2 separate regions of the Gossypium hirsutum genome follow, and region 1 is linked to region 2. A link is a contact called in public Hi-C data. All regions are on one chromosome and are shown on one strand. The core of a region is the stretch at or near the end of the contact, and the rest is flanking DNA. Distances in the headings are between cores, read along the strand shown. Region 1 holds the start of LOC107917106 (long-chain-alcohol O-fatty-acyltransferase). Region 2 has its middle 11 kb from the start of LOC107916882.

The links. Hi-C and Micro-C count contacts between places; a contact is called where the count stands out from the background.
Region 1: a Hi-C map of leaf shows a contact between it and region 2, with 2.5 times the contacts expected there. The contact joins the promoter of LOC107917106 here to the enhancer-like site in region 2. A contact is called at or near these places in 10 of 34 Hi-C or Micro-C datasets (cotyledon, fibers, hypocotyl and 3 more).

Annotation. Positions count from the first base shown.
Region 1 is chrA01:12,681,718-12,684,523 of Gossypium_hirsutum_v2.1, reverse strand. LOC107917106 (long-chain-alcohol O-fatty-acyltransferase) reads left to right here and starts at 1,514. Exons shown (of 2, transcript XM_016846488.2): 1 at 1,514-1,796; 2 at 1,975-2,806. The coding sequence starts at 2,262.
Region 2 is chrA01:12,573,559-12,576,258 of Gossypium_hirsutum_v2.1, reverse strand. No RefSeq gene overlaps it. Among protein-coding and RNA genes, the nearest start is that of LOC107916882, 11 kb to the right of the region's middle. Within about 2 kb of position 1,353, at least 1 of the 9 cell types and tissues checked has an H3K27ac peak or open chromatin away from gene starts, as enhancers often do. A contact at or near this core is called in leaf, where this site is marked.

The DNA.
Region 1 (2,806 bases), core at 265-2,764, 110 kb before region 2:
TTATTGTTTTATTGTTAAAAAAATATATTTTTGTTTTTAAATAAACTTAAATTTTATTTGATAAAAAATATTAAAATAATTAAAATAATAAAAATAAAGAATGAATTAGTCTAAAATTTAAGATTACGTTGCCGTAATGATGTTACATTGACATCTTGACACTATTTAAGAATATAAGATTATGATGTGATTAGAATGTTATGAATCCAAGCAAGTTTTAGACTTGCACATATTATTTTTAAAAAGTTCAAAAAATATGTATTTATATTATTTTAATTTAATAGTTAATAATTTTATATATGTTTTATTTATTAAAATTTTATATATAGTCATCTTAACAATTTTTAATATTTACATTATAGTAGTATTTTATATTATTATAGATTTAATTTTTGTGTTATAAATCACATAATATATAAAAATAACATTACAAACTTATAAAATGGGTCAGCTGGGCTCAACCCTTGAATGTTCAAACACGAACTCAATCCATATTTTAAATGGACCTAGTTTTTTAGCCTGAGACTATTTTTAAGATGTAATATTTTTGTCTAAACCCTACCAAATTTCGAGTTGTCTTTTGGACCTAGGCAGGTAGCATTACCTATGAACAGCTCTAATCCCAAACCATGATTCCTTAGATCTATACTGAGAACTAGGAAGAAGGGTTTGTTAATTAGGAGGGTCAAGATCATTGAAAATAGCGAAGATTTCAAATTTGTAATCTAACCCATGTAGAAGCAAGAGTTCAAAAAAGAAAAAGAAGAAGAGAGAATGGCAATCGATTTGTTGGTCGATTCAGTTGGCTTTTTTCAAAATTGACTTAATTGACCTAAATCTATCAAAACTAAACCGACTGACCATCTTTGAGAAAATTGAAAAAAAAATCAAACCAACATTAAGTCGGTTGGTTTGGTCGCTTTTTCGTTAACCGGCTTTTTTTTTTAATTTTTTTTGTTTTTAGTTGAAAATTTAGAAAAGAAATATTATGTGATAAGATTTGAGTTAATAGGGACTAAATTATAAATATTTTAAAATTTGGGAACTTGAGAGAAAAGGACAGATTTAGAAAAATTTGGAAATTCTTGGCTATTTTTAGGAGAAATAGATTTTGTTTTCAGGGACTAAAATCATAAAATAATAAAAAAATGAACTTTGGGGAGTAAATAGTGAGATTGGAAAATTGAAATTTTAGGGACTGTTTTATAAAATTTGTAATATTGAAAAATAGGGGTTGTTTAGTAAATTCTGAAAAATATAGGAGCGGGTTCAACTTTTATTTTTAAAATTGGGTTGTGTTTTATTAGATCCTATCTTATAACTTTTATTCTTTGGAATTTACTAAACAACCCCTATCTTATAAAATCAATTTTAATAATTCAAAAATCTCCATTTGAAAGATAGAGGAACCTACTTCTCTTCTTTTTCATTTATTTTATTCTATTTCCCTTTGAGTGGAAGGGTAGATGTTCATTCACACTATAAAAATGTCTAATTGAGAGAACAAACAAGTATCAATTCAATGTATTATTTCAATTTGTATTCAATTTTGTCCTATAAAGGCTTTTGATTATGAAATTTTCAAATCAATACAACTCAATATCTCCACCGAAAGGAATTTTAAGGTCCGTTGTAGACTAAAATTCTTAATCCTAGAAAACTTAGTCCTTTCAAGTAGTCCAAACAAGGATTGAGATCCATTTCCACTCATAAATCAACAATACAAGTTAGATGAACAAATAGTTCACAAAAAAATCAAAGCCTAAATGGATGGGGAAATCAATAACTTGGTCAAGGTATGGTTCTCAATTCTAGCATCTCTTTTTTATTGCTATTTTTTAGCTTCAAAGATCCCCGAAGGTAAGTTTAGGCTCATTTCTCTTTTCCCAATCTTCATCCTTTTCACTGCCCTCCCTCTATACCTCTCATATGTCTTCCCTATAGGCCTAATAGCTTTGCTATTCTCTTGGTTAGGTAACTTCAAGCTCCTCCTTTTTGCCTTTGATGAAGGACCACTTTCAACTCACTCATCTAATTCCCTAATTCATTTTATCCTCATAGCTTCTCTCCCTATAAAAATCAAGGAAAATGAGAAATACCCATTTCTCAAAAGCCCCGATATACATCAAAATTCATCTAAAAAACATCCCAAATTGCCTCTAAATTGCCCAACTAAAGTATTGCTTTTTGCCATATTGGTGAGTGCACATGATTATAAACAAACTCTGCACCCAAAGATTGTATTGCTTCTATACAGTTGCATGGTGTATTTATTGATAGACATAATTTTTGGTATATTTAATGGTCTAGTACATGCCACATCGGGTTTGGAGCTCGAACCGCCGTCCGATGAACCTTATCTTTCAACATCGTTGCAAGATTTTTGGGGTAGGAGATGGAACCTCATGGTAACATATCTTCTACGCCACACCATATACAAACCCGCTCGGTCAATTTTTGACAAAATGTTAGGTTCCATGTGGGCTCCACTTGCGGCAGTGCTGGCGGCTTTCACTGTCTCTGGGCTAATGCATGAGCTCGTGTTCTACTACGTCACACGTGTGAGTCCCACGTGGGAGGTAACATGGTACTTCGTTTTGCATGGGGCATGTGTGGTTGTAGAGTTTGGTGTCAAAAGGGTGTTTTCCGGCAAGGCTCAGCTGCATTGGGCTGTGTCAACACCATTAACAGTCGGTTTCGTGGTGGCTACTGGTATGTGGCTGTTTTTCCCGCCGGTGTTGAGGACTGGTGCTGTCGAGAAAGCCATTGAAGAGTTCAAGGTCTTGTTGGATTTTGCCAAGGTTTT
Region 2 (2,700 bases), core at 104-2,603:
AACAAGGACTAGTTCTCCACATATAGTCCAGTTGAAGGTGGAGTTGTGCTCATGTGGAATAATTCATCCTATAAGATAATCGGCAGGGGTACCGTCCAGATTAGGATGCACAACAAGATTATCAGGACACTGTTAGGTGTCAGGCATGTGCCTGATTTAAAGAAAAATATCATCTCCCTGAGTATGTTAGACTTGAATGATTGTAGAATCATCATTGAGTCAAGTAGCAATAAGGTATCTCATGGAGCTCTCGTTTTAATGAAAGGTCAAAAACCGACTGTCTATATATTTTGCAGGGTTCAATAGTGACTAGTGCAGTAATAATTTCCTCGACTATTACGGAGTTGTAGTCAACTTGATTGTGGCATGTGTGACTTAGTCATATGAGAGAGAAAGGTATGACCGTTTTGAATAAGAGCCTTCCGGTTTCCAAGTTTAAGCACTGCTTGGATTTGGTTAATATCCTATAAAAAATCAAGTTAGGCCCATGATAGGGCCTGACAAAGGAGGTATGTTAAAATACGAGTCAATGTGGAGATTTGTGAAATGTGTCTCACATTTTTCAGTCAAACCAAAGTCAAAATAGAGGCGACGTTGCAATGAGGAATCACGCAATGTCATAATGACACGACACTGTTTGAAACAAAGGCAAAGCAGAGGCGAGGGCGCGACGAATTCTAACTTAAAACAGCCCCGTAATTAGACTCTCAGTAGCGTTACTTTTCCCATTTAAACTCTAATTATACTCGATATATTTTAGTTTGATTAGACCTTTAATCTTAGCCTATAAAAAGAGCCTTAGTAACCCTAGAATAAAATAACATAACACAACATTAGAGAGAAGATCAAGAGAGAGTTTTGAGAGAGCTTTGTATTCAAGGTTTAAGGTTTGTTTTGAATATCTCCATCTTGTACTTTTTGATTAGTTACTCATTAGTGAAGTCTCATTTTCCCATGGTTTTTTTCCTCTTGATGGGAGAAGTTTTTCCACGAAAATTGATGTCCAATTTTCTCTATTTTTTCTTATTCGTTGTTTATACGAGTCGATTCTCAACAGAGTATAGTTAGGCCTCTTGATGGTGCTATGAGCTCTTTGGTGGCTCTTATGGATGTCAAATTCTGTTGGCACGTGACACAAGACCATGCTCTTGTTCATTTTAGCCAAGATAAATTGATACCTTCAATGCTTCAGGTGATAGCACGCTTGAAAATTTTTATATTGAGGTTATTTGTCTTGGTTTCTTGTAAAAACAGACTTGATAAATTTTGGATCTTCACTGCATGATATGTGGGAGGATGCTCAAACTAGGCCGAAACGGGTGGGTGGTTGTTCCTAGTGATTTGCCAATGACTATTGCTCATCTATGGGCCCTTGAAAACAGTGAGTATCATGTTTTCTTTTTGTTGGATCGGGTTTGATATGAGTATTAATATTCTTGGGCTTTGACATGGATATGGGTTTAGAAATTAGTAATTATAAAGTTAATTTGAAGATTTAAAATTGAAAATCAACTAAATAAACTACTAAAATCGATTAATCATATTGAATAAATCAACTAAACCAACTTATTTTAATTTAATCAATTCAATTCACTTCGATTTATTTAATTAACTGATTTTTTTGCTTACCTCTATTTGAGACGTAAGTATGAACAATCATGTAGAACATAAAAAATAACTATCAATATAGCCCGAAGAAAATGAAATAAACCAAGCCTCAATACAGTAAAACCCTATCTATATATCCTCATAAACATATAGTAATCATTTTATGCCATTATTTGTAATTAAGTGATTATTTTTTAGATTGTAATTCTTAATTTTTTTTTATACAATGCTTACAATTAATCATAATTTCACATATTTAAATATGAGGATAAACACGTTTTAGTGCACTCAAATTTACGTTCTCTTACATTAACAATAATAAAAATGACAGTTAAACTAAGACTCAATCAAAACTGAAGAAATCTTAAATCTTAAGATAAAAATTAAATGATAATTATATGTACTGCTTAAGTTAAACTAAAATGGCAGTGGCAGACGTGTCCATATAAATAAATTTTAATTATATAAAATATATTATATATTTATATAAATTTATAACCTTATTAGGAAATATGAACTACAATAATTCAATATTATTCTTTTAGCAGTAGTTAATTAAGTCGCTTATCTTGTATCGCAAGCAAGCATGACATCTTAGAAGTCTGATATATTAGAACGAGAGGGAAAAAGAAAAAGGATTAATGAACACTGCAGCAACTTGCAGAGCTTTTTCCTAGCAAGAAAAATTAAAATTATACATATATATGGATAGCATTGACCAAAATCTTTTATACTTAAGTTCAGGGATCCAATCACTTAATTCTCATTTGAAAATTGAAATATGAAAAAAATAAAACCCTAAATTTCATGCAAATCATAGCTACTATTCCCAATACCCCTAATTCAATTCATGCTGCTATATGCAAGCAGGGGAGCAAACAGACATCTGCATTTAAAGCCTTTTGGTAGCTTCTGATTTATCCAAAATTTTAAGCTACATGTAAAGGGTAAGAATATGTATATATGTTTTTTAATCCACTATTAATAGGCATAAATTCATAGGATTTAAAGGCACAAAATAAGTTTCTAAACATTAATTAGCATTTATTTGAATCTCTATCAAACCTTGTGAATTGTAACTCAAATCAAATC